7 separate regions of the Mus musculus genome follow, and all the other regions are linked to region 4. A link is a contact called in public Hi-C, HiChIP or PLAC-seq and promoter capture Hi-C data. All regions are on one chromosome and are shown on one strand. Each heading gives the region's core, a stretch centred on a gene start, on an enhancer-like site or on the middle of the called end of the contact. The rest is flanking DNA. Distances are from core to core; before and after follow the strand shown.

Region 1 (3,665 bases), core at 335-2,834, 390 kb after region 4:
ATGGAGACAGTGGAATGGGTAGAATCACTCAGATGATCTGTCCTGCGTGACCCCAAGTTATCTCCAGCACAGGACACAATTGACTCAAGATTGAGAACCATCCTTCACTTTTGTAAGTCACAGAAACCCTTGACTTGTTGCAAAAAAAGGGGGACTCAGTATCTGCCTGCCTGCAGCTCCAGATCTGTTTGCACATCTCTGTCTTGTTCTTATGCTGTACCTTATAGCCTGTGACTCCCATTTTGGTATTGAGATGTGAGGAGTGCCATAGAGAAACTGGGGACTTAGAGTCTTGTGGAGGAGATTCCAAGTAGACAAAGAGGAGGTAGAAGCATTGTCAGAAAGTTATTCAAAGGTCTTGAAGGAGCACTGTGTAAAATACAGTGTTGATAATAATAACCATTTGTTGAATGAATGAGCAAATGTGATAAATGATGGGTACATGAATGGATGAATGGTGGGTGGATGTATGTATGAACAGATGGATGGATGATGGGTGAATAAATGGATATATGGATGATGAATGGGTGAGTGGATGGATGAGTGGATGAATGACGGATGGATAGTGTATGAGTAGTTGGATTAATGGTGGGCTGTTGAGTGATTGATGAATAAATGAGTGTATGTGTGGATGTATGGTTGATGAAGGGTAGATGGATGGGTAGCCAGAAGGTGAATATATGATTGAGAAATGTGTGAATAGATGGATGAATGATAGATAAATAGGTGGGCAGATGAATGAAGGGATGGATGTTGGATGGGTAAGTAGATGAATGGAATGATGAGTGGATGGATGGGTGGATGGATGGATGGATGGATAGAAGATGGACAGATGGATGAATGGATAGGACTTTCATGTACTCTGTAAACATCTATTGAATGAAATGAATGGGTGTTGCCTTTGAGATGACAACATTGTTAAAGGAGTGCCCACCTCTTGCCTGCAAGTCTCAGGTACTTAGGCAAGCAATAGAACAGATCTGGAAAAGACCCAAATACAATAGAAAAGCAAAAATTGTCTCCCGGTCCCCAAATTTTACAAATCAAGTGACAGCTATCAGGAACAAGAAGAGAAGGTCTTGCTAATCTCTGTTGAGGAACCAGAAAGGCTTTCAGTCCTTACATGGTGTTAGGAGGTGGAAGTCAGTGGTGACTGAGTTCCTTCTTGTACCTCATGTGTGGTAGGAGGGTGTCCTGTTGTGCCCAGAGGCAGGACATAGGAGGGCAATATTCCTCATCTGCTCAAAGCTGACCTGTGTTGAAATTGAGTCTCTTCATGCCTATTTGGAAGTACATGATTGAGAAAAGCAATTTCAGCAGTATTTATGGGTGTCAGCACTCTGAGTTACTGCCATCCTTCATCTCAGAAATAGCTTTGCACCATTTACTGACAAGCTGCAGATTGACAGGGATGCTTCACTTTTCTTCCAAGACCCTCTGTTGGGAGTCACTCTGCTCTGTGTGGATTCTAGGACTCAGAAGGTGAATTTCAAGCAAGTCACTTGCATTCTTCTGGCATGGCTCTGCCTCCAGCCTCCCACATAGGGAGATTTACACATTTTTTTACAGGAAAGAAAACATGCCAAAGAGATGCAAACTGATTTGCATAGGTAATTGGGCTGGGATAATGCAAAGCTAGAACAAAGGCATGGAGCTCCTCCAAGCTGGGAATTTAAACCTTGCTTCCCAGCGGGAATTCTTATCCCATGGAGGACTCTGGTTCTCGGGGACTGTGTGGATATGCTGGCCACGGAGCTGAGAAGTGTTCTCTGTGGCATGGGGTGGACACAGAGCCTGGACACAGGTCTTTTAGTGCAACGGATATACCAGTACAGGTTGGAAAATGTCATCCCAGGACTACTGCCTAAAACCTCTGTTTGTCTCTCCTGGGTCACTGTAGCCACACACAGGGTAGGTGACATCATAAACATCCTCTCTTGTGGCGCTGGAGACAGAAGTATGAAGTGAGTAGGCAGAGTGCTTGATAGACATTCCCAGGAGTGCCTGCTGATCCAAGCCTTGTCCAGTTCCTGTTGGCTCCTTAGCTGGACCACCACTCCAGTATCTGTTTCAGGCCTCTGGTGGCTCTTCCTGTGTGGCTCTCTCTCTTCTTGTTATGAGCAACTTTACCTAATTTCATCACCAAAGATCCCTTTGAAAATCAGGTCACATTCATGTTTGGGAGTATAGTGCTGCGACTACTCTCAGGGCCACCACTTGCCCACTAGAGAACGTGACAATTTCGTGCATTAAGACTGGTCACACACAGAACCATGCTTCTCCAGCATGCAAGGATCCGGGCTCCTTGAGCCCTCTGCATGCTTCAGGCTGGCTCCTTCATGCGGGGTGGGGGTGGGGAGTCTGCTGCCTTTCCAAGAAACACACACACACACACACACACACACACACACACACACACTTTCTTCTTATTCTCTGAACAATCTGGTACAATAGCAGTTTGCACAGTCCCTACACAGTGAATCATTTGGAGACAGTTGGAAGGACACCTGATGGTTTTGAGGCACATGCTATGCCTGGAGCATCTGAGGATATGGGCATCTGTATTACCAGTGGACATAGTGGGCATCGGCTCCTTCCAAGAAGCCCTGAAGAAATTGCCCTGAGAATCTCACAAGTCACGTCAACTACCTGTGGATGAATGACCTTGAGGCAAAAGGAGAGAGACTTGGGCCAGAAGCAGAATGGATCGACCTCGAAAGGGGAGTGAAGAGCAGGGTCTATATTAAAATCAGAGGGGAAGTCTGAGAGCTAGGTAATGGTAGGAACCCCAGGGCAGACAGGAGATTGAGGGATTCAGGGGCTTTGGCAGTGGGCTGTTCCCAGAGCTGCCTGTCACCTATAGCAGGCACATGTCTGTTGTCCCATTTCTCTGTCCTCCCATTTTGGTTAGTCCCATGGCAACAGAAAAGATAAGCCCTAACTAAATATGCATTTTTTTTTCCTAAAGGAAGAGGATAAGAAACATAGTCTTCTCAGCTAACTTGCAAGTGTTATTCATTCTCTTTTCTCCTGATCTGACTGGGCTCATTCCCAGATGTGGAGCAGATGAAGCCATTGTACTCCACTGACCCAAGGCCAACTTGTAACGCTGTCTCAAGCCAGCACCCCAATGTGCAAGGTCTGGCTCTACAGGGCAGATATCTCTAGTCACAGCTGGGCCTGAGCAATCTGTTCCGGTGGCACTGGTCCAGCTGCTGCAGGTCTCAGCTCAGTTCAATTTCAGGATGCTGGGAGACTCTCATAGCCATTCACAGGCAAGGAGGAGAGCTGTGGGCTGCTCCACAGAGAATTGACAAGGAAGCTGAGACTGGCTCTTGAGCCTTACAGGATTCTACGGTTTCTTGCTGTGCAAATTCAAGCCATTTGCAGGGCTGCCATGGTCTTTAGAAAAACAGCCTTCCTGCAGGTAAAATGACAAGCTTCCATCTGCAGGGAAGAGCTTTTGTTCAGGTGCCAGACCCAAGAGGCAAGAGAGTTATGTGCATAACCTGAGCTCCTGGAGGCTTTCCTACTTTTTTGGGGGTGAGGCCACTACCCCAAGAGGCAGAGTGGAGCAGAGGTGCTAAAAGCTAAAAACATGGTAAGAATTTACCTTTATAAAAGCAACATTTTGAGGGCAAGGAAAGAATAAAAAACCACTAAGG
Region 2 (4,032 bases), core at 327-2,826, 310 kb before region 4:
CTTATAGTGCCGTGACTTTCTGTTGCTGCGGTATCCAGACACGGTGCTTAGGGAAGGAGTAGACATACAGGTCAGTGGAACAGAATTGAGGACCCACAGAGGACCGGCAGGAATCTGTCCTGATGTTTGATGCATGCATGAATACTGTTCAGCAGAGGAAGGTTCCTCCTCTACAAGCGGGCCTGGAGCAAGTGGACGTCCACAGGTAAAAGGTAAACCTTGATCTACATCTGATGCTTATACAAAAGGGAAATCAAAGTGGATTCTGGCATCAAAGGGAGACATGAAACAGCTCAAGCTTGCTGTAAGGTGGAGTGAGGCAGAGCTTCTAGCCTTGGCACGTGTGCTGGCGAGTCTCATGTCAACTTGACACATGAACTTGACAGATAAACATACAGTTGTCTGAAAGTAGGGAGACTAAGCTGAGAAGATGCATCCATAAGACACAGCTGGCTGTAAGGCATTTTCTTAGTTAGTGATTGTTGGAGGAGGGAACAGTCCATACTGGCTGGCCCCATCCCTGGGCTGGTAGTCCTGAGTTCTATGGGAAAGAAGGTTGAGCAAACAGCAGAAACAGGAGAATAAGCAGCACTCACCCACTCCCCGCCATGGTCTTTGCATCGGCTCCTGCCTCCAGGTTCCTGCCCTGTTTGAGTTCCTATCCTGACTTCCTTTGATGATAAACAGTGATATGAAAGTGTAGCGTCCAGGAGCTCGGGGTGTACAGTCTCAGTCTCCATGGTGCTCCATGCCTTGATTTCCTTATCCTCTATGCAGGGATTATCGTATACCTACCTACTTACCTAACTACGTACCTACCTACCTACCTACCTACCTACCTACCTACCTACCTACCGATGAGGTTGATGTGTGGATTCATGGGGTGTAGAGAGTGCAGGTCACACTGTCCTCAGCCACGGGGCACTGCCACATCACTGGAATCTCAGGAACAGGCTAGGCATTGCAGCACCTGTAGACTGTGGAGTTCTGAGTCCTTGGGAGAACCAAGTCTCTCTGAGGGAGGTGGCCCCTGAAGCCAGGGACAGGATGGGGCATGGGGTTCCTATATCCTGCTGCTGACTTTTTTATTCAGAGGCCTCCTTCTAGGACTGTGTATGGCTGTGCTCACTGGGGTGTCTTTGGGCCACGTGTTTTGTCTCTTTTGTGAGTGGCTCAGGTGGTCTCTTGGAGTGTAGGAGATATGTTCAGTGCCCCACTTCCGAACCCCCTGTGACCCCTGTGCTGTCTATCTACCCCCTTACCCTCCACTATTCCTGATGTTTCCCAACAGAACACCCTGAGTTCTAGGGGGAAATCTCTGCTTTATTCACTTGCCCAGTTCACCTCTCTCACTGAGGAAAGTTTGCTTTGTATAATTCCCAGTTCCCCCTCACAAGTTTAGTTTGACAGTGAAGCTACTGCTGGCAAGATGGCTGCCTGAGCACTAGCTGGTGTGTGTGCGTGATGTGTGTATGAGGTGTGTGTGTATGATGTGGGTGGTGTGTGTACACTCCTCCTCCCCTCTTTCTGAGTGTCTATGGTGTGATGCACATCATTACATTTTGAGCCTGTAGCAGTGAGCTGGGGAAATTGGCTCTACTTTGGGCTGGGCAGATTACCTGGATAGGGATGCGTGTGCTTATGAACACATCCCTGACAACAAACAAAGACACAGAGTTTCCAAAGCAACCGCCAGCTATGAAGTAAAGACAGATTCTTTTCAAGCCTGGCCTGTCACCATGTGTCATGCATAGCTCCACAACTGCTACCGGGAAGCAGATGCCCGGACCCCAGCCCCGCTCAGCCTGGCTTACTAGAGGGTGGGTGCAGAACGGCTGTGAGAAGCACTCATTTGCCTTTCCTGAACCTCACGATTTAGGAAGAGTGTAATTATTTTATTTCTAGAGTTGGCAGCACGGATGTGGAAGGCACTGTTGACTTTGACATTACCCACTTTGCATCAGGGATTTTTTTTCTAGCAATAACTTTCAATTTGCCAGCTCATTTATCATCTACTAATATTAGACATGATTCTGACCCATATGGACAGTGGCAAATGATCTTAAGGGTATATTTGTACTCCTTGTCTTAAAGGACAAATTCTATACATATTTCCCAGTACTATTTGGCTCAAGATAGTCCAATCATGTGGACTGTAACTCCTGTGATAATGGGAGGGTTGTCACTCTCTAATCGCTGGGTATGTCACTGGGTGGTTCCATGCCAGGCATATGTCGTGCTTGGAAATTGGAGGAGAACACCATTTCTGAAATATTTCCTACCAGCGTCTAGTACAAGTCAGCTAACTATGTTATTACAGCAGCTGTGTAAAATTATGAGCTGCTTGCCAAATGCTTTGGAAATCAAAACCTAAAAACGCCTCCTACCTCACGTTTGCATATTTTTTGGACCTTGCAACAGAGGCATTTGATTGTGTGTTCTCAGTGTTCTGCTGTGCCACTTGTTCACAAACTCCTGGCAGCCAAGGTTTCAGAAAACCCTCTTCCAGTAAGCTCAAGGTCCACAGGTGGGCTTTGGGGGCACGGCAAGAGCCCACATGTGGCAAGCACCCATCTGGCTGCTGAAGCTCACAGACCAGGTGTTTTGTCCGCCTTACACTCCATCTCACACAACCCTCCCTCCTCCCTTTCATCTGCTTCCACATCAAAGGCTTCTGATTTCTTTCCTGCCAACCATGGCTTCTCAGGTATTCTCTGCCATGACTCCCCCCAACCCCCCAATCACGGACTCATATACACTCTTTCCAAGGAAAGAATCCGGCCATGCCTTGCTCCTCCAAGCACACCTGTGTAGGCATGCCTGCTCTTACTGAGCCCTAAGTTCCTGCTTTATCCTCCAAGTCTAGCTCATTTTTTTATCCCCTGTACCCAAGGGTGATTCGCTTTCCCAGAGTGACTCAGTCCTCTCCCTGAAGGCTCAGGTAATCTCTCTGTTTACTGATGTCCGTGGTTTTGCTCTGAGCGCCAATGCTGAGCTCCAGCCTCAGTTCATAGAGCAGATGCTCACAGTCACCGGGCAGTAGTGGGCACTGCAGTCTCTGTAGTGAGAGACCTTGCAAGTTCAGGCGTGCTGCTTTGTTTCTTTGCCTAGCTGACAGGTTGACAATGTCTAGAGCCAAGAGTTTAGTAGGCTTTAATTCCCAAGCCAGAGGATTTTACAGGTGAGAAGGTTCCTCTCACCTTTCCTTGGGGAAACCTGTAAGCGGTTATGTTTGAATGGGGTATCCCCACAGGCTGAGGCCAGTCTCTTCTAACATTTTCATTTGGTACTGTCGAGCTCCACACAGGCTCACAGTTTCCCTAGAAACTGGGGAGAGAATCCCGTGACTTCTCAAAGATGTATTCTTTCTCCGAGATGGAATTACTGTGATCCTGTGCATGGGTGCTGGTCACCCGTGCTTCTGCCACCATGGTCATTCCTGGGTCCTGTGTCTACTTATGCTTTCAAGGCTGAGGTTGACACTGGGCCTCATAGACTCCAAGGTCAAACCTAGGTCACTACTGCTAGCTGGTTGTTCGAACCCTCAGGCTTAATATTTAAAAACAACCATTGATTTTTCGTCTCTGAGATTCTGTGGGTATTTTGTGGTGGTCCCAGGTCACCTAGGGACTGTTGTTATTTTATATCATGGTAGAGGAAATCTGGTTGGTTCAAGGTGGTATACTCCCATATGTTGCAGGAGGTACTGAGTTTTGCCTGAGGGGCCTTTCATCCCAGAATCAAGGTCTAAGGGAGGGGATATTGAAATGCGTCTTAAAGTCTAGACTCTAAGGTCAACAAGCTTTAACCCTGTGCCTTTGGCAAAGGCCTGTCACAAGGTGGGCTTGGGGGTCTAGAAGGTTCACTGATGAGAAGGCTTTTTTTTCTTCAAAATTTACTTATTTATTTCTTCACACTATATCCTAATGGTAACCCTCCCTTTTCTCCTCCCAGTCCTGCCCTTGCAAATACCTCCCCCTACTATCATCTTCCCTTCTCAGAGGAGAAGTGGAAGCCTGCTTTGGGTACCAC
Region 3 (3,796 bases), core at 421-2,920, 430 kb after region 4:
GATTTCATTATTTCTCATTTTCCAATCCGAGATTACAGCTGGGCAGAGAGCAGCCCTCTATTTTCAACTCGGTTTTTTGATTTTTCAAACAACTTCAGGCTCAGACTGTATTAGTCCCTTCCTCTGCTTGTGTAATAATTAAAAAGAAATTGTGGCTACTCCTGGACTGACAAAGCAGGCTCTGAAATTTGGTGGAGGAAACCTTTGTAACACTCTAAAATTGGTTTTTTAGAAAGTGATTCCAACTTCGATGCATCTCTTAATGATGGGGTAGAATCCAGGAGCCAGCCTTTTCCCAGGGAAGAGAATACTTTCTCCCTGGAGAGGTTACAACATGGCACACTCCTACCTCTGCCCTTGTGCAAAGAAGTCTTCAACAGTGGGCTCCCTGAATAGTCACTCCACACTTCCCCTTTCTCTCCACCCTGAAGATGGGTTTTGGGGTTGGGATCAGATTCTGAGGCAGAGGGAACCTTCTTAGGCTCTGTGAAACACCTAACCTTTTAGGTCATACTAGCCCAACCTGGACAGATCTTCAGAACCAATACCTTACTTGGAAGCATGTTCCAAATGCCAAGGGGTCACTGAGGGACCAATTAGTAGCCAGAGTCAAAGGCACCACAATAAGGAAAGAATGCATGAGAATACCAGGCCCAGGGGCTTAGTGGTTTGCAGAGTCCTTCCTGAACCAGGGTCTGAAGAAGACAGGGATAAGAAGTTACCAGAGTCACTCAGGCCCAGAGCTTTCCCCGGGGCATACTGGTGTGGGTACATTCTGGTTCCTACAGCTGGTGCTTGGAGACACAGAACTGGTGACCCTACTTGCATATAGAGGTCAAGCTACATCGCCTGGAGCATGAGACTTCTTACTGGGACCCACATCAGGCAACTATCTTCTCTTTAGACATTGAGCCAGTAAGAAGAGAGAAAGAGCTGGCATCTCTCTGCATGAGCAGGAAGCCTTGGGAAGCTCTCAGTGACAGCTGCAGGAGTCTGGATGTCAGTAGAAATGGCTCAGTGCCTTGCACATTTATGTTTTTCTTACTGGAGATGCAAGACTGGAAGCACTGATCTACTCCGCCCAGCCTGGTGTGTCCAGGAGGTTTATAGTGAATACTAATCTGCTGATGTTGTCCCAGAGCCTGGGCATGCTTCAGTGGTCTTCCTCCTCACTAGGGAAGGGGGCAGGCTTTTCACATTAGGAGGTGGGTAGCTTCCTGGAGTGCCCCAGTTCTTAGGTGAAGTTCCCTGTGGAGCACGAACACATTGGGCTATTTATGTCTTCTACTCCTGCTGGGAAAATCAACTCAGAACACAGAAACCCAGATTTACTGGCCAAGGAGAGGTTTTGAATTCATGAGAGGCCTGGAGCTGCCTTGGCAGCAGCTAAGGACACAGGCTTGAAGTCCCCTCCTCCATGCTCTTTCCCTTTCTCGCCATCTCTAGCTCCAGGCAGAGGGAACACTGACAGGCAAGTCTTTTTCTATTGATAGCTAGAGTTTGATGTTAATGGCCTGAGCACTCTGCAATCAGCTTACAATTGCTCAGTGCTATGATAGGAAAAAAAAAAAGGTTGGAGCTTGAGCCAGAAACCCACCCAGCTCTGTGTGAGCTACTGTGCTCATCACAGAAGATGGCTGAGTGACTTCACAGAGTTGAAGCACCATCAGTACATATGTGGGTGTCACGAGACTGAGCTGAGCCCTGGCTATTGTGGAGGGAAACCGTGCTCCAGAGTGGAGGTTCTGAAATAGCACCACAAACAGAAGCAGTGGGATTTATTCTAGAAGGATCCCCAGAACATGGCTCACAGCTGCTCAGAAAACAATAGTGAGATCTTTGATCTTCTAAAGCGGGGGAACAAGCTAAGCATGGTGGCTCAGATCTGCACTGGGGAAGCTACGACAGGAAGGAGCTCAAGGCTAGCCTGGCCTACATGGAGTGTTCCTGGCTAGCCTGGGTTACAAAATGAGATTATACTTTAACCAAATACATGAATAAAAATAGAACAAATCAACACACACAAAAAACTGAATTTAGAGCAACTGATTTGTCCATCAACCCAGAATTACTCATCTCTCCTTCTCCCTGCTCAGCATGTGTGCACCCTGATACCATCGACTGCCTCGGAAGTGCTTCCACTGTCTGTGGGTTGGAACCTTAGTCTTCAAATTCATATGTTGGAGCCATTAGTGGGTTAGACTTCAGAATAAGATGAGTCATGTGGGTGGGGCTCCCATGATGGAGTCAATGGCTTTCAAGGATGGAGCTTGCCTGAACCTTCCTCAGAATCAACCGTCGCTCTTGGGTTGTGATATGGCAGGAAGGCCCTCAGCATAGCACAGGCTGACGCTTTGATCATAGCCTCCCTAGTCTCTACTGTGAGAATCATTTTTGTTTTGTTTATATATGACACAGCATTAGCTACTATGTTACAGTCCTATGATTTGAAACCGAACTGTCTCGTGGGTTCATGTTTTAAGTTCTCTATCTCTAGCCCTGGATGTTCTTTTGAAGGCTTGTGGAGCCTTTAAAGGATGGGGGGACCTCATTGGCAGAAGTAGGCCACCGGGGACAGGCTTTGCATGTTGTGCCCATCCCTGCTTCCCTTCTGGTCTCTCTGCTGCGTGGTCCAGCATGATGTGAACAGTTACTTCATCTTCCTGCAGTCCCAGATGAGCCACGCCACTCTCTGTCTCCGGCTCAGTCAACTGAAATTGCTTGCCTGTGGGTACCAACTTATCCTCCCTTAAGAGTTTCCTGGGAGGCCTCTGGTTACAGGACACAAAAGTAACTAGGAGGAGGAGGAAGGACAAATAGAGATTCTTTTGGCCCCAGTTATGTTCACCCAAAGGGAAAGGTGACAAAGACTCCAAGTGAGAAAAGGGGGATCCCAGGGCCGTGCCTGCTCTGGTTACCTACCTTGCCTGTGCTTGTTCTTTTCATGGTGACCACCATCATCCACTCTTGCATCTCAAGCAAGGGTTTAGTATTCCACCCAGGACTCAGAGCAGCAGCGAGCAGCATGAAGACCCCATCCTTGTAAAGTCATTTCTGATGCCCTTTTTAAAAAATCTCACACCCTGAATCCCACTGGGAAAAGGGCAGCCACTTATACGTACCTGACACAGAAAGCCCACAGCCACAACTAATCTCCACACTTCAGCATCAGCAATGTTGTGATTTTGTATGTTGGGGGAGTGAGGCTGGGAGGTCTTTGAAGACATTATGGAGTTTGGGGAAGTGTCTGCTGCCATCCGTGTGATGTGCCAGGCTCTATGCTAGCCTGACTGGGACCTGTTTTCTGTCTTTGTTAGAGAAACCCCATCTGAAAGCATTTCTTTTCTCTTTTAGATTTCTTTGTTTTAGGTACAGGAGTACACTGTAGCTGTCTTCAGACACCCCAGAAGAGGGCATCTGATCCCATTACAGATGGTTGTGAGCCACCATGTGGTTTCTGGGAATTGAACTCAGGGCGTCTGGAAGAGCAGTGTTCTTAACCACTAAGCTATCTCTCGAGCCCCTGGAGGCATTTCTTAACAGGGCCATGTATAAAAGTCGTCAAGTTATGGGACTCTCAAAGGGGAAAAAACAGCTGGGCCTAAATTCTCAGGATCCATACTGCAGGCCAGGAATCATGAGAGCATGAGGCAGGTGACACAGGCTGACATAGCTTATTCAAGCAAGGAATTACAGGGGGCTGTGTATCATAGGAATATAGAGCGGTAAACATCTTAGGTGGGAATCATAAGACTTCTGGAAGCTTCTCAGAGATTCAGAGCAGGCTAGCCCATAT
Region 4 (3,721 bases), core at 71-2,570:
AATTGTGACAGGTCAGGAGGAAGTTAGAAAGGTAGGCAAACCAGGAAAACGAGGAAGCAACCCTACCTAGAAACTGATTGGAGCCAAGTGGGTGCTTCTATTTCTACCAGGAGGGGCTGCGAACGGGGTGAAGGGTGGTGAGTATGTGCCTGACCTAGGTGTGTCTTTGGATGTAGCTGTGCGGACTGCACTTTCCCGCCGTCAGGCAGGCTTCATTGGCAAGCTCCTGCTTGGTACCAGAAGTTGGATGCCTAGGGTTTCAGGTTCTTTAGCACGTGACAGTCTGTGCCCTGCCGCCGGCACAAACTGTCTAGGACTGGACTGGGGCTGGAAGCCGTTACCAGTTGATGTCAGAGGATCTGATGGAGAAGACCTGGCATTGGACCAGTCTACCCAGTGTTCTGCGCAAGCTAGGTCAGCACAGGGGCTGGGACCAGCGCCGCCTGGCGGAAACTGCTTGTGATCAGAGCGAAGCCTGGCTCCGCCGGCTTAGAGAAAGGAAGCTCCGCGTGGAACGAGTGGAGCAAGAGATTCTTTGACCCAGACACTTCTTGCGGCACAGCAGCTTATGGCGAGGCATGAAGGAACTCAGTCCTGTGCCCGGAGGGATTAAAAACAAGTTCACCGAGGCCAAGCCCTCTAGAAGAAGTCACTTGTGTTGTGCCTTGCATCAGAGAGAGGGTAGAGGTTGGGAGTCTGTGGGTTAAAGCAGAGGCAAAGGAGGGCGCTGAAGCCAGCAGATAGCCAGAAAGGACTTTAGACCCAGTACTAAAAATTCGGGTTTCCTGGCACAGTGAACCTCTAGAGACTTGGGAAAATATTTTGCATATTTATCCAAGAGAGAAATCGACCCATGCCTAGAAGGGTCCGGGACTCAGCTGGCGTCAACGTCTGCAGTCTAGTATTCCCTCTGGGCCCTGGGCCCTAGACTCACTTTAAATCAGGTAGATCACGCCGGGGCCGCCAGCTCCGCGAGTGGCGGGACCTGCCCGGTTCCAGCGCAGCCACCTCGGCTTCAGCTTGCCATTAGGATCGCAAGCGGGGTCTGGAGCCCCTGGACCCTCCGTGCGCACCGTCAGCTAGAGCAATTGGCCACCAGTAGCGACAACGGAGTGGGCTAGGGATCACAGTAGAAAAAAAATCAGCCGGCTGGGTTGGGAGCACCCCATCGTGCCGCGCTGTGTCCCCGCCTCGGGGGTCCGGATCTGTGGGCGGGGACTGGGGCCCCGCCAGGCCCGGGGCTGGCGCGGGCAGGAGGAGGGGCTCCAGAGCGGGCCAGGGGCGGAGCGAGCGGCCGCGTCGCGCAACCAAGTGAGTTCGCTCCGAAGCCCGCGCCGCCGCCGGCCCGCACCTCGGGCGCCCGCCGCCCCCGCCGCCGCCCGCGCGGGGGTGTAGGATGCTGGCGGGCGCCAGGCTCCAGCGGCGGCGGCGGCAGCTACAGCAGCCCCAGCAGCCCCGGTGGCGGCAGCCTCTCCCGTGGCCGATGAATGCAGACCCACCGCCACCGCCCTGGGTTTGGATGGTCCCCGGCACCGCCGGGCTGCTCCGGCTTGGCGCCGGGGTCGCGCCCCCGCCGGTGCTGTTGGCCTCGGCGCAGCCTGCCTCCGCCCCGTTGCTCCCGCGGCTGCCGGGCTGGCCAGCCCCGGGAGAGCCCCTGCTGCCCCTGCTGCCGCTGTCCTCTGCGCCAGACCACGCCGCCGTGCACCATTATCCCCTGCTCCACGGACAGGTAACGGCTCCAGCCCTGATCCCACCCAGGCTCGGTATTGCGGGTCCCTTCCTATCCTGGGGCTGCCCTGACCCTCGGGTTGGCTCTTCTCCGTTCCTGGGTTGTCCTGGGTTCTCCATACCATCAGGACGCAGCCGCGCATTCATACATTGGCAAGAAAGTTCATGCTTCGACGTCCGGTTTTGCTTTGGCAGTCTTTTTTTTTTTCCCCAATATTTTCCCCTGGCTCTCATTAGACCGCCCTAGATCCCGCATCCCTGGCTGAAGCCAAACAGCCTGGACCCAACTTTCCCCGGCGCCGGGCGCTGTCCAGAACGCGGTCCTGAAGTCGCTGCCTCCAAGCAGAGCGCTGCAGCCAACAACCGTGGCTGCCATCGCCTCGAAGTTAATACTTTTACAGTCTCCACCAGACTTGAAAGCAAGCTGCAGATCAATAGCTATTTCTGATTCTGATCTGGTCCCCCTACTCCTTCACATAGATTCAGGGCAGTGCTTAAGAGAATTCCAGCCACGGAAGGCAGCCTGGAAATCCTGCCATGAAAGCGTCTTGTGTGGGGAATTCCTCTCCTGCCCTCTGAATTCCCTCAAGCCAGATCCTACTTTAGAAGAGTTTGGCATGCAGAGACTGGAACAGCAAAGAAAAGTGACTGCACCTTTGATTGATGGTGTCGTGGTGCAACCTTTCTCCTGGCTTCGGCCAAATTCCTCGTTCACTATCTGTGCGAGTGAGTTTGAATGCAGGAATAGCTTGCATTTCACGCCGAAACGGATACCATTAGCACATTCAAATGAGCATTTTGTCACAATATACCTTTTCATTATTTTAGCCCGGTACCACCTTGTGACTTTTTTTTACAAGACGTCATGAAACTCCCCGTAAGCTATTCCTTAGACTTAACGATGCAGATACATGCTGTACTGGGCATCCTATCTTGATGTGTGATACACATAGTAGTCAGCTTTATTGGATAAGCTCTGCTAGCTTTTGCCATGTTTAGGAGGGTTGCCATTTCAGAGTGTTACCACTAGAGGTACATAATGTCAAGAAATCCCCCAAAAACACCCTGTATAAATAATTTTTTTAAAAAAAATTTCAGAAAAAAAATCTTAGCATTAGTCTTTTGAATATTGCTGCTATTCACTATCCAAATAAGGATAGGGAGAATCAGAAAGCTATTTTTACATATAACAAACAAACAAACAAAAAATGTGACTTTGAAACAGTAGCCACTGAGTGTTCCCCCACCTCAGCATTACTGGGGTGGTTTAGTGGGTGACCCATACTTGGTTGTGTGCCCTTCCTGTGCTGGCTGTATTATTTTCTGCACTGAGATCTTCCACCAATTTTCTTTTCTCTAGAATCTGTTTTAACGAACCTTCAAAAAGTTACAATCTTAACTCCTTAAAATAGTTTCAAAATGACAAATGAAATGATGCAAAGTAGCACACTGAAGGAGATGCCAGAGATACAGCTCTGTGCTCTCCATGACTGGAGGCTGAGAATTCAAAAGAAAAGGCCCCAAAGTCAGCCTTTGCCCCTCCCATCATGGTTTCCCATCAGCCCAAGGCAGAAACTCCTTATCTTTTCATTTTCTTTTTTCATTCCCCTTCTCCCTCCCTCCCTCCCTCCTTCCCTCCCTCCCTCCCTCCCTCCCTCCCTCCCTTCCTTCCTTCCTTCCTTCCTTCCTTTCTTTTTTAAGTTAGTCCTTTGACAGGTCCTGAATGCATTGAAACCTTTCTGGTTCCTTCCCCACCCTCTTTTGTTTTCTCTCCTCTCTCATCATCTGCTTTTTCCTCACCAATCCCTCTCCAGGATTTCTGACCTTAGGGCTTGCCTCCTGACCTACTTAGCTCACCTAGGTATCTGTGTAACCAGGGACTGTGGAAGTACCTTTGAGTCTCTCATGGTCTTATCTTGGAAGTTCTTTCCCTATAATCAAAGAGACTGAAATGATATTTTTATGATGATCCATATATACGATTTTCACAAGT
Region 5 (3,750 bases), core at 881-3,380, 340 kb after region 4:
CTTTCTCTCTTTCTTTCTTTCTCTCTTTCTTTCTTTCTTTCTTTCTTTCTTTCTTTCTTTCTTTCTTTCTTTCTCTCTTTCTTTCTTTCTTTCTCTCTCTCTCTTTCTCTCTCTCTCTTTCTCTCTCTCTCTCTCTCTTTCTTTCTTTCTTTCTTTCTTTCTTTCTTTCTTTTTTAGTTTTTTGAGACAGGGTTTCTCTGTGTAGCCCTGGCTGTCCTGGAACTCACTCTGTAGACCAGGCTGGCCTCAAACTGAGAAATCTGCCTGCCTCTGCCTCCCAAGTGCTAGGATTAAAGGCGTGCACCACCATCGCCCGGTGCTACCAATAGTTTTATGGTTCTAAATTGATGACCATTCCCTCGCACCACTGAGGTAAAAATAAGGATAAGAAAACAGAACACAGGAGCATGGGGGTCTTTCTTGATGTTCCCCGTGGTCTCTGTGGTGATGGCCTGTCCTTGCCCTGTTCTCAAATACCTTGTCTTTACAAAGGCCATAGAACCCAGCACGGATTCTAATCCAGCCATCAAGTTTGTCTCCCAGCTGTGACTTCTCTGATTAATGAACTGGCTTTTTTGAGGAGCCTCCTTTTCAGAAACACATTCTGAGCTTCACTACCAGGGATTGAGATTCAGGGTGTGCTGGCCTTGCCTCCAAACCTCAGATCACGGCCCCACTGTGTTTCTCAAACTGTCAGTATAGTGAGGGTTTTTTGTTTTTTTTGTGGATCCACCTCCATGGTCATGAGCCCTTCCACGATGCCAAAGTTGTCATGGATGACCTTGGCCAGGAAGGCTGAACAATTAGTGGTACAGGATGCATTGCTGACAATCTTGAACAAGTTGTCATATTTCTCATGGTTCACACCCATCACAAACATGGGGGCATTGGCAGAAGGGGTGGAGATGACTCTTTTGCCCCCACCCTGAAAGTAGGCCCCAGCCTTCTCCATGGTGGTGAAGGCACCAGTAGACTCCACGACATACTCAGCACCAACATCACCACATTTGATGTTAGTGAGATCTCAATCCTGGAAGATGGTGATGGGCTTCCTGTTGATGATAAGCTTCCCATTCTCAGCCTTGACTATGCCATTGAATTTGCCATGGGTGGAGTCAGACTGGAACACGTAGACCATGAGGTCAATGAAGGGGTCGTTGATGGCAATAATCTCCACTTTGTCAAGTGGAGAGCAGACGGCAGCCCAATACAGCCAAATCTGTTTATAACAACCTTCACCATCATGTCTATGAGACAAGGCTGGTACTGCATGAGAAGATGTGGCTGTCTAGATTCAGAGGTTCAGTCCATTATCATCAAGGTGGGAGCATGGCAGTATCCAGGCAGACATGGCACAGACAGAGCTGAGAGTTCTACGTCTTCATCCAAAGGGGCTAGTGGAAGACTCCAGCCGACTCCATCCAGCAGGATCCATCCTGCTGTTGAGCTGGAGGGTTTTGGTGCCTTTCAAATTACACACACACACACACACACACACACACACACACACACACACACACACACATATATATATATATATATATATATATGAATGAGATCTTGCATCATGTTGAAAGCTGTAAGTCAAACAAGTAATTTTGAGAGCACGCAGAAACTTTGGTTTATGTTTATACAGAATAAAGGCTCCTCACTGAGAGTTGAGCTGTAGGCTGGTTCTACATAATCCAATAATTTTTTTTCCTAGCAAATTGGTTCTTGATGTTAAACTACTGAAAGCCTAGTATCAATCACCCTCCCTCTTGCTGTTTCTCCGCTGCCTGATCCTTTTGCTCCTCCAATAGCTGCAATTAATTATCCACGCTTCAGTCCTTGCCAGCAGAGCCTGAGCTTCCCCCTCAAGGGGGCAGAGAGGCTCCTGGCCTGACGTTCAAGGGTCAAGCCAGAGGTCTGCAGCGGCGTTCTCGCTTCATCCCGGAGCACATCAATCTCCCAAAGACCTTGATTCCTTTAAAGTCAGTTGCATTTTCTATTCTCCCTTGCTGTGTGTTGTGCAATCTTTGTCTTGGGCTAACTTTTAAAAAATTGTCTTACTGGGAAACACAAGGCAACTGTGTTGCTTACATGCAGCTGTGTAAGAACAAAGAGGACCATGCCAGCACTCTGTGGAGGCTTTGCCTGATGTGCAGCGGACACATTGGGAGGAGCAGTTGAGTCTAGGAACTCTAGAGTACCTGCTCCTTGTGTTGTGAATACTCACTGGGGCCCAGAAAGCCACCCACAATCACACATGTTCATATTGCTGCCGGGAAAGAGCCAGCCTAAGAAAGATGAATGAAGCTTTTGAACAGCTCCACATGAGATGGAGGTATGTTTGCTGCCAAATGAATTTTGAGCCATAATGAAGAAAAATGGAAGTACTGGTTCTTTTGATTTGGGGATTGCAGACAAGAGATTTTAGTGCTCTGTTCTCTCCCTGTTTTATTTATTTTTATTTATTTATATTTTAGGTGCCAGTCATCACTAGAGACTCAGAAGAGACCTGCCACCATTGGCCTCTGGTGTTGCTGGGGAGAAAAATCATCTTCTCTAGGTGTGAACTCAAGATCACCTAGCTATAGAGATGCAATATGGAGTCCAGAATAGGGGCTGTCAGCCTCAACAGATAAAGATCAGGATTGGGGGTCAGGATGGTGGCCCCTTCAGTAGTTCTGGCATGATAGACAAGGGGAAAGAGACTCCCCTGCTCAGTCTGAGAGAGGAACAGGTACCTGCCACGCCCCATCTCACAATCCTGTCTCTTCACCCCTAGAATCTTATCAGTCTCTGACGAGGTGCTGAGCAGTGTTCCCGCATCATCTGCATATTTGATAAGCCCTGTACAATCAGGCTCCTTTTTTTTTCTTCCTTGCAGACAGACAGAAAAGAGGTTCTAGATACACTCAAGATGGCATACTTCCTTGCTTGCTTCCTTTCTCCCCTCCCTCCCTCCCTCCCCCTCCCCCTCTTCCCTTATCTTTTTCTTCCCTCCCTCTCTCCCCCTCCCCCTCCCCCTCTTCCCTTATCTTTTTCTTCCCTCTCCTCCTCACTCTCCCTCCCTCTATCTCTCCCTCTCCCTCCCCTTCTCTACTCCACTCTACTTCTTGAGACAGAGACTTGATGGGCTTTCCTCAGCAGCAATTTTAAACCTCCCAGGAAAGTGCGGCTGTGACCTGCCTAAATCAGCATCCCTTGCTTTGCCTAGATATCTAACTTCTTACAAAAACCCAAACAGCCAACACCTAGGAAGAAAGGAAACTCATCTCATTCTCAAACATAAAAAAATAAAAATAAAAAACCTAGCCTTCTGAGCAGATGGGGACATCATCTTCGGGCTAACTGCCCACGCTGGGAGTCATGCTCCCACACATTTGCATGTGCTTGTGCTTGTGTGCACCTTGATTTTCCAGCATTTTTAGTGTTTAAATGAGTGGGAATAAAGAATCTGTTCCTAAAACCTTGGACAACATCATCCTGCTAGTATCATCCATCTGCCTGACTCAGCAGACAGAGTGTCAACTTTTCTTGCAGTGAGCAAAAGGCCAAACACATTCTCCTATGACTTCAAGGAGGGCTGTCCATCTTATATGGATATACAAGGGTGCAGAAATTCCTCCCAATACCTACAATGACATAAAGCCTTTATATCTTGACTTCTGGCTCTCCATGTAAGGAAGGAGGACGGGAAGGATGTTCCACTTCATCTTCTCTTGGCAAAAGAAGTCCGTACAGTGAGGAAAGAGCATCTTTGTG
Region 6 (3,977 bases), core at 1,418-3,917, 310 kb after region 4:
TATGTGGAGCTTGATAACTGGACCTTTCCTTACATCTGGAAACTAAATGAGCATTGTTTTCTAGTGAATAAGTTGACAATTATCTTGTACAGGGCTTTGCATCTCCAAGAAGTTTCACATGTAGAGCTATAAAAACAAGTATAAATAGATCAAGGCAAACTGTGAAGATGCCTGGGAAATACAGATGCTCAGTAAGTGAAGCAAACTTGAGTGCTAGCATAAGCATCGTCTTTGTGTCCAGAAAACCCAAGTTACAGAGTAACTACAGAAAATGCAATGGTTTTATATGTTGAGTCAATGTCGACACAGTTATCATCTATGTACACATTATGGACCAGCCTCTTTGAGGAAGCTGACCCCAGTGATGCACTTCCCCCATCAATGCCATATGATGTCCCTTAGGCAGACATCACACCTCCTCTAAGTTGCCCAATGCTGTGGAGTCATGCCTTACTGCCTCCCCTTCAGGTTCCATAAGAATCATCTACATCTTGAAATCTCTTCCCTGGAACTGTGAATGGTTACTGGGCTCAGAAGACAGAAACATGTCCTGTCATATCTATGAGCTACCAGAAGGCAGTCATGTCAGGAGCTTCTGTGTTCCTGTTTGATGCAGGATGGGCTTTTCTGTCCCCACTCAAGAAGCTCCTGTGAAGGTCAAAGTTGCACATATGTTGCAGACACTTAGATAATCACCTGCAATAGCATATATGCTCCCTTTGTGCTTGTCTGTATCTATTCTGCCTCAGCCCTCAGGCCCTCTTGCCTCAGATCTCCTCAGTTCTGGGCTTTGTTATGGTTTTTATAGGGAATGCCCCCCCCCACACACACACAAATGCTCATTTGATAAAGGCTTTGTCTCTAAAGCAGATTTGATTATGAATGTACGGACCTTAACAGTGAGTTACTCCACTGATGGCTTCATAGCTGGGTAGTCTATTAGGAGATAAGACCTGCATAAAGAAAATAGGTCACTTGTTTAAACATATTTTCTAATGCTGTGATAAGACATCATGACCAAAACATCTTAGAAAAGAAGGAGTTTAACCAAGTTTATAATTACAGAATGTTAGAGTCGATGATGATGGAGCAAAAACATGGCGATAGGTTCCTTGAAAAGCAACTGATAGTTCACATTTTTATCCACAAGCAGGAGGCAGAGAATTCTAACAGGGAACAGTGTGAGACATTGAACTCTCAAAGCCTGCCCCCAGTGACACATCTCCTCCAACAATGCCACATCTCCTAGTTCTTCCCAAATAGTTCCACCAACTGGAGACCAGTATGAGCCTCTGGGAGCCATTCTCATTCCGATTACCACATCACTTGAGATATCTGTCTTTAAGGATCTGTCTGGTCCACTGTCACTCTCTTTCTCCTTTTCTTTTTCATAGTTCCCGTAAGTTGAATTCCTGTTCTCCTCCATATTGTTCTTTGTCATACACCTAGGAATGAGGCCCCAGCTAACACTGGACTGTAACTTCTGATACTACAGGCCAAAGGAAGTCATTTATCTTTTCAGTTGTTTTTCATGGGTGTTTTGTCAGAGATGGAAAGCTGACTTACAGCTTTCAAACCCTGGCAAGGCTGCAGTGATGACCAAATCAAACTTCTCTTGAAAACAGAACCCAGTGAAGGTGATAGTGGTGGCCCTGATACTGCCGTGCCATCGCCTCAGTGATGAGAAGGGAACTGGTTGGAACACCACCCAAACAACCACGTAGTACCTCCTGTGTTGGGCAACCATACTGACTGAAGAGCTACCTTGAACTTTCTGGATGTTCTCCCAGTATTGTTTCCAAATCAAGTTCATAGCTGGGTGTCAGAAGGCATGACTACTGTATTCATTACTTTCTCAGACATTGTTAATCCATGACTTCTGTAGTTTTCCATAGATATAGATACAAGGCAGTGAGCCTCATATTCTAAAATGTTATTGGCTGGATTAGAATAATTCCTACTTCAGCTGAGCTGTGGGAACATGGTAGGATATTTCTACCTGGACTTAGCATTTTTCCCAGACTCTCTCCAGTGTAGTGATATTTTTTGCAAAGCTGAGGACATCTGAGTTCCTTGAATATGTCCACTGAAGCCTATTGGAGCATTGCTGGCACACACTGAGGCAGATGGGAGTATATTCCTCTCACTTAGACACATTAGATAGGTTGTATGTGCCTCATGCCTACAGCCTACTTCTCAGAAGAATATTGAGGCAACAGAATCGGAGTGAGGTAGACCGAGCCCTTCTGGGACCTGGATACCCAGCTCTGCTCTGTGTGTGTCCTTCTATCTGTATATTACAGAGGAGTGGGACATTTTTTACTTCCTGTCAGATGGAGGGGCAGAGTGCTGATCTTTACTCAGTGCCTCCTCTCTTAATACGGTGAACCTGGCTGTGTACTTCTGATTCCTGGAAATGGAGTAAGTTCCCCATCTCACAGGCAAGGACACCTTTTTTCACAAGTGTTGAGTCTGCCAGGAAATCAGACATCAGCCTTTCTGGAAAACAACAACCTGACAAGCATCAATTCCAGTTCTGAGAAGAGCTGCCCCTACGGCCTGCAGCCAGGGGGAGCTGTTCCTTGTGCTGAGCCCCAGTCCAAGTCAGGAAACTGAGTGGAGCTGTCTGTGGTCCTGAACTTCAGCCATGCTAACAGAACTGCAGATAGGCGATTCTGAGCGCAAAACAAGCCCAAATCCTACTGTCCATGGTGCCTTCCGTGCTCCTAAAGGCTGGCCTTTGGGCAACAGTGAACTGTCTGTGGTGCTGAACTGTCTACTGTGCTGAACTCTGGCCAGGCTGTGAGCTGAGGTGCTAGCACTGACTGCTGCTCCTCAGTCAAATGCAGCTTCCAGGGAGCGCACAGAACAGACTTTACACAGAGGAGTAAGAGTCTTGAAACTATAAACACAATCCCAGTATGAGTTCTGTCTGATAATAAACAGAGGGAAAAGGAAGAAAGGGATTTGGATCTAGGCGAGAAATGGAGAATCTTCATGAAAACTGACTGGAATTAAAAGGATCCTGTGACTTTTCTACAGTTTGGGATTGGGACGGCCAGAGGTACCATGCCTGAGAAGCAGGGTGATACTGCAGGCGACCCTGGGCCAGGAACCTTTAAGTTGCATGACTGCATTTTCCATGAAGATTTTGATGCTTTCTACCAACATAAGTCAAACATAAGGCACACTGCAGCTATCTCCATGTCCTCCAGGTTTTGGGAAAGATCATATTGTTATGAATGTGCTCAAAAGCAGAGAACTGAAGGTGCAGGATCTGCTGGGAACCAGGACAGACTTTTACTTCAGAACTTCTGACACCTATCTCTGCCCAAGACTAACCAAACCAGCCAGAGCCTGTTGGAAGTGTAGGAACAAAGTCAAGGCCTGTCAGCAGGTAAATGGATGAAGGAAACTTCCTTCCTTCTATGAGAGATGACCATATAAAATATGGCAGGTAAACTGACTTCAAGCAGAAGGCAGAATGTGTGAGGAGAGTGGGCTGAGGCTCAGTTACTCAGTGACTTGTTGGAGACTGTGTACGCACAATCTGAAAGAGCTGAGACTGGAATTACTGGAAACTCGTAGAGTGTGCTTATGCCAGAAGCCCTCTAAAATCAAGTTTGGTTATTTTTCTGGGATCTTTTATCGAGATTTCATGCCTGATGCTTTATCGGTCCTAGAGTATTGGTGAGTACTGTGGCCTCTGATGTCACAGGGTATGATTATTGCTGTGTCCCAGGCTATCCGAATGGCCGAAGTCCTTAGCACTTCACTCTGCTAATGTGCAAGAAACATTTTTTTTAAAAGAAAACCTTTCTGACTATTCTTGTCTTCCTTCCTACATGCAGGTTTCTATATGTGTGTAGTGTTGAAATCTCACAGACTCAAATGATGGGAGTACTCTGTAGACCAAGGACAGACTTCTTTTTTTTTTTTTTTTTTACTGTTGGCATGCCTCTGTACCAGGAGCCTCC
Region 7 (3,531 bases), core at 871-3,370, 290 kb after region 4:
AGTTCTTTTGTGATTGGGTTACCTCACTCAGGATGATGCCCTCTGGGTCCATCCATTTGTCTAGGAATTTCATAAATTCATTCTTTTTAATAGCTGAGTAGTACTCCATTGTGTAAATGTACCACATTTTCTGTATCCATTCCTCTGTTGAGGGACATCTGGGCTCTTTCCAGCTTCTGACTGTTATAAATAAGGCTGCTATGAACATAGTGAAGCATGACATTTGAAATTTAAATAAATAAAATAACCAACAATAATAAAAAGAAGACTCACGCCCGGGTCAGGGCATCCTTGTTCAGTACCCATCAGAGCGACAACATAGAAAGAGGAAAAGGCTGAGAGTTTGAGGGAGGAGGAGGAGAGAGATGTGAATATAAGACACAGGCAGATTTCACTTCCTTCCTGCAAAAACAGGACTTGGTGAGGCCAATGCCAGAGGCTGAAACTCAGGTCCTCGTCCCTGGTTGTTCTCCATGTGAGTATAGAGACAAATTCTTCATATTCCTTGTTTCGTGAGGTACAAGTGAGAGTCACCATTCTTTACGATTTACCAAGAACACAAATGTGTTTCGGGGCTGGGTAATGTCTATTCCTTCTCCTTACACATAAAGTAAGATGAAGTTATTTTTGAAGAGGATGATGTAAAAACAAGAGCTCTGCTGCTCACGGTGTGAACAAAGTCCGTCCTTCCTGGTCGTGGAGTACTTCATCTTGTGTCTCCTGTTTTCCTGTAAGTAAAGCCCTTTGCATAAATACAACGGTGTAACCAGTTCTGGTGTTTCTCAGAAACATGCCTGCGCTGAAGGACGTTCATTAAAGCACTTTTGATTGAAAAGCATCTGTTCAAACACTGAGACCAAGACAACGCGTCAGCAGAGAAATTCCAACTCACACAGTATGTACTCACTGAGAAGTGGATATTAGCCCAGAAACTTAGGATACCCAAGATGTAAGATACAATTTGTTAAATGCATGAAACTTAAGAGAACGAAGACCAAAGTGTGGACACTTTGCCCCTTCTTAGAATTGGGAACAAAACATCCATGGAAGGAGTTACAGAGACAAAGTTTGGAGCTGTGACCAAAGGATGGACCACCTAGAGACTGCCATATCCAGGGATCCATCCCATAATCAGCTTCCAAACGCTGACACCATTGCATACACTAGCAAGATTTTGCTGAAAGGACCCAGATATAGCTGTCTCTTGTGAGGCTATGCCGGGGCCTAGCAAATACAGAAGTGGATGCTCACAGTCAGCTATTGGATGGATCACAGGGCCCCCAATGGAGGAGCTAGAGAAAGTACCCAAGGAACTAAAGGGAACTGCAACCCTATAGGTAGAACAACAATATGAACCAACCAGTACCCCGGAGCTCTTGACTCTAGCTGCATATGTATCAAAAGATGGCCTAGTCGGCCATCACTGGAAAGAGAGGCCCATTGGACTTGCAAACTTTATATGCCCCAGTACAGGGGAACGCCAGGGCCAAAAAGTGGGAGTGGGTGGGTAGGGGAGTGGGGGGGGGTGTATTGGGGACTTTTTGGATAGCATTGGAAATGTAAATGAGGAAAATACCTAATAAAAACAATTAATTCTAAAAAATAAAAATAAATAAAGATCACCTCTTCAAACCTGAGAAGTCTATCTTCGCAGGCATCCCACCCAGACATGGGCTCTGTCTTCTGTTTTTATCAGCGCCTGGATGTGAGGGACCCGCTTCCTCTGTTCCTGCCCACATCATATTACTGTCCTCCCACCCATGGATGGCCCAAGCTGGGGTGATAAAATCAACTGTTCTCTCCTGGACTCAGGCTTGGGATGTTCCCTCATGTTGAGCCTCTGCTCTGTACTGAGGGCAAGCATTGGATGCAGCAGCTGCTGCTTTTCACTGTTGCTGCTGCTGTTTTTAATTAATTCATTAGAGGCAGGACGTTACCCTCTAAATCAGGTTGGCACCTAGTCTACACTGGTCTTCAGTTCACAGTAATCCTCCTGCCTCGATCTCCAGAGTACACTGTCTTTTGGCTCACTTACTGGCCTCTCCTAAGGCAGCATCCTTTCAGCCAAATGTAGTGGCCAATGTCTGCAATCGCAGCCCAAGGATAGCTAAGGCAGGAAGGCCATTGCGAATCTGAATGTGTGTGACAGGAGCCTTGAGAATGGTGGGTGGAGCCACAACTCAAGGAAGAGAATCGAGGAATCAATAAAAATTTTAAATCAGCATAAAGCAACTGAAGGCAAATTTGGAAGGTCTGACAAGAGAGGCAGATGGAAGCATCAGACCTTTCTTTGGTGACAAACATGCCCCTGGGACAGGAGTGTGAGAGATGGAAATGCAGAAGCAGAAAGGCAGAAAGGCTTGGAAGGGACTGGAAGGACAAGTCTGGGAAGCAGCCAGGAGCAGATCCTTCCAGCAGCACATGGCCAGGTCCCTACCAAGCGCCCCCCTCATGCCACCATCTGGCCTCACCTTTCTGGTAGAAGGCACGTGATTTATTTCTCAGGTTTTGCATGCACTGTTTCAAATTGACAATGAGGCATCCCCACTCAGGGCTTGCAGGGAAACACCCAGAGGTGGCTTCTCACAGTCCTGAAGCAAACAGGAAGGCCTTCTGCTGTCCTGAATTCTAGTGCAGTGATGAATCTGATACAGAGCTCAGGCTGTGATAGGCAGAATGGTGACTTCAAACAGCAGTGTGCTTGGCCATCCTAATGGGAACAGAGGAGCATGGAGGAAAGACCACTGTTGATGTGGGCCCGGACTCCTGGGCAGAATTTCCAGGAACTTAGCTGTTAGCTCTTCTTTAAAGGTCTGGCAGAGTTTGGCAGTGAATCTGGTTCCAGGCTTTTCTTTGTTGGGAGACTATTTGTTAATGATCCACTCTTGTTTCCTGTTTCTGATCCATGTGTGTTGTTCAAATCCTCTTGATTTAATATGAGTCGCTCATATCTAGGAATGGATCCATTTCTTCTGAAATTTACAGGATTTTACAGTTCAAGTTTACAAAATAGCTCCTAAAAACATGACCCAGTCATAATGTGGATTTCATCGGGATTTGCTGCATTCTTTTTCATCTCTAATTTTATTAATTTGAGTCTTCTCTCTCTCCTTTAAGAACCAACTCTGTCCCATTGATTCTTCATACTCTGCATTTGTAATCTCTGTAACACTATTTGCCATCCAGGTAGTTACTGTTTGATCCTCTCAGCTCCACCGGGTTTGGCATGATGCTTGTTTTGTATGAGGGCTGACCCTTAGTAAAGCTATTTATTTGAGATTTCTCTGAGTCTCTTATATAAGTTATCATTACCATGGAGTGTCCAGCATGCATCTATTGTATTCTGAAGGGGCTGATGAGTTCTCTTGTTATTATTTCAATTAGTTTTACTCCATGATAGCCATATGAGGCACAATAAATTATTTACATTATTTGCTTACTTGTTAAAATTTGTCTTATAACCTAAAATTTTAAAAGAAGGTTCTATGGGCTGCTGGGAAGAATGTGTATCCTAAAGGCATAGCATGTAAT

Evidence for each region. Promoter capture Hi-C pulls out the DNA fragments that hold promoters and counts their contacts. A called contact is a pair of places that touch in the nucleus more often than the background predicts. HiChIP or PLAC-seq counts read pairs in DNA pulled down with a chosen protein or histone mark.
Region 1: a Hi-C map of cortical neurons shows a contact between it and region 4, with 2.1 times the contacts expected there. The contact joins the enhancer-like site here to the promoter of Tcerg1l in region 4. A contact is called at or near these places in 8 of 39 promoter capture datasets (the HPC-7 cell line, embryonic stem cells, frontonasal cranial neural crest and 5 more), 2 of 484 Hi-C or Micro-C datasets (both in cortical neurons) and 1 of 115 datasets of contacts at active chromatin or transcription factors (embryonic forebrain).
Region 2: a contact with region 4 is called in a promoter capture Hi-C map of hippocampal neurons, with 2.8 times the contacts expected there. The contact joins the enhancer-like site here to the promoter of Tcerg1l in region 4. A contact is called at or near these places in 5 of 39 promoter capture datasets (embryonic stem cells, frontonasal cranial neural crest, hippocampal neurons and 2 more), 2 of 484 Hi-C or Micro-C datasets (cerebellar granule neurons and cortical neurons), 12 of 115 datasets of contacts at active chromatin or transcription factors (VIP interneurons, astrocytes, embryonic forebrain and 5 more) and 1 of 9 other capture datasets (embryonic stem cells).
Region 3: a contact with region 4 is called in a Hi-C map of cerebral cortex, with 2.4 times the contacts expected there. The contact joins the enhancer-like site here to the promoter of Tcerg1l in region 4. A contact is called at or near these places in 9 of 39 promoter capture datasets (3T3-L1-derived adipocytes, cranial neural crest, embryonic stem cells and 6 more), 2 of 484 Hi-C or Micro-C datasets (cerebral cortex and cortical neurons), 5 of 115 datasets of contacts at active chromatin or transcription factors (embryonic stem cells, forebrain, neural tube and 1 more) and 1 of 9 other capture datasets (embryonic stem cells).
Region 5: a contact with region 4 is called in an H3K4me3 HiChIP or PLAC-seq map of neural tube, with 5 times the contacts expected there. The contact joins the enhancer-like site here to the promoter of Tcerg1l in region 4. A contact is called at or near these places in 11 of 39 promoter capture datasets (3T3-L1-derived adipocytes, the HPC-7 cell line, cranial neural crest and 8 more), 1 of 484 Hi-C or Micro-C datasets (cerebellar granule neurons), 5 of 115 datasets of contacts at active chromatin or transcription factors (embryonic stem cells, forebrain, neural tube and 1 more) and 1 of 9 other capture datasets (embryonic stem cells).
Region 6: a contact with region 4 is called in an H3K4me3 HiChIP or PLAC-seq map of neural tube, with 6 times the contacts expected there. The contact joins the enhancer-like site here to the promoter of Tcerg1l in region 4. A contact is called at or near these places in 7 of 39 promoter capture datasets (cranial neural crest, embryonic stem cells, frontonasal cranial neural crest and 4 more), 6 of 484 Hi-C or Micro-C datasets (cerebellar granule neurons, cerebellum, gonadal supporting cells and 3 more), 8 of 115 datasets of contacts at active chromatin or transcription factors (astrocytes, embryonic forebrain, embryonic stem cells and 3 more) and 1 of 9 other capture datasets (embryonic stem cells).
Region 7: a contact with region 4 is called in a Hi-C map of cerebellar granule neurons, with 2.3 times the contacts expected there. The contact joins the enhancer-like site here to the promoter of Tcerg1l in region 4. A contact is called at or near these places in 10 of 39 promoter capture datasets (the HPC-7 cell line, cranial neural crest, embryonic stem cells and 6 more), 3 of 484 Hi-C or Micro-C datasets (cerebellar granule neurons and cerebellum) and 2 of 115 datasets of contacts at active chromatin or transcription factors (embryonic midbrain and stem cell-derived neural progenitor cells).

The regions. Positions count from the first base shown.
Region 1 is chr7:138,006,695-138,010,359 of GRCm38.p6, reverse strand. No RefSeq gene overlaps it. Among named protein-coding and RNA genes, the nearest start is that of Gm25798, 93 kb to the left of the region's middle. Within about 2 kb of position 1,584, at least 8 of the 459 cell types and tissues checked have an H3K27ac peak or open chromatin away from gene starts, as enhancers often do. A contact at or near this core is called in cortical neurons, where this site is marked.
Region 2 is chr7:138,707,330-138,711,361 of GRCm38.p6, reverse strand. No RefSeq gene overlaps it. Among named protein-coding and RNA genes, the nearest start is that of Gm30808, 8.4 kb to the right of the region's middle. Within about 2 kb of position 1,576, at least 10 of the 459 cell types and tissues checked have an H3K27ac peak or open chromatin away from gene starts, as enhancers often do. A contact at or near this core is called in cortical neurons and hippocampal neurons, where this site is marked.
Region 3 is chr7:137,961,210-137,965,005 of GRCm38.p6, reverse strand. No RefSeq gene overlaps it. Among named protein-coding and RNA genes, the nearest start is that of Gm25798, 140 kb to the left of the region's middle. Within about 2 kb of position 1,670, at least 17 of the 459 cell types and tissues checked have an H3K27ac peak or open chromatin away from gene starts, as enhancers often do. A contact at or near this core is called in cerebral cortex and cortical neurons, where this site is marked.
Region 4 is chr7:138,395,329-138,399,049 of GRCm38.p6, reverse strand. It overlaps Tcerg1l (transcription elongation regulator 1-like), which reads left to right and starts at 1,320. Exons shown (of 12, transcript NM_183289.3): 1 at 1,320-1,729. The coding sequence starts at 1,397.
Region 5 is chr7:138,059,496-138,063,245 of GRCm38.p6, reverse strand. It overlaps the pseudogene Gm5650. Among named protein-coding and RNA genes, the nearest start is that of Gm25798, 40 kb to the left of the region's middle. Within about 2 kb of position 2,130, at least 2 of the 459 cell types and tissues checked have an H3K27ac peak or open chromatin away from gene starts, as enhancers often do. A contact at or near this core is called in neural tube, where this site is marked.
Region 6 is chr7:138,082,866-138,086,842 of GRCm38.p6, reverse strand. No RefSeq gene overlaps it. Among named protein-coding and RNA genes, the nearest start is that of Gm25798, 17 kb to the left of the region's middle. Within about 2 kb of position 2,667, at least 44 of the 459 cell types and tissues checked have an H3K27ac peak or open chromatin away from gene starts, as enhancers often do. A contact at or near this core is called in neural tube, where this site is marked.
Region 7 is chr7:138,106,565-138,110,095 of GRCm38.p6, reverse strand. The region is part of intron 3 of Gm30395 (a long non-coding RNA gene); the gene reads left to right. Among named protein-coding and RNA genes, the nearest start is that of Gm25798, 6.8 kb to the right of the region's middle. Within about 2 kb of position 2,120, at least 2 of the 459 cell types and tissues checked have an H3K27ac peak or open chromatin away from gene starts, as enhancers often do. A contact at or near this core is called in cerebellar granule neurons and cerebellum, where this site is marked.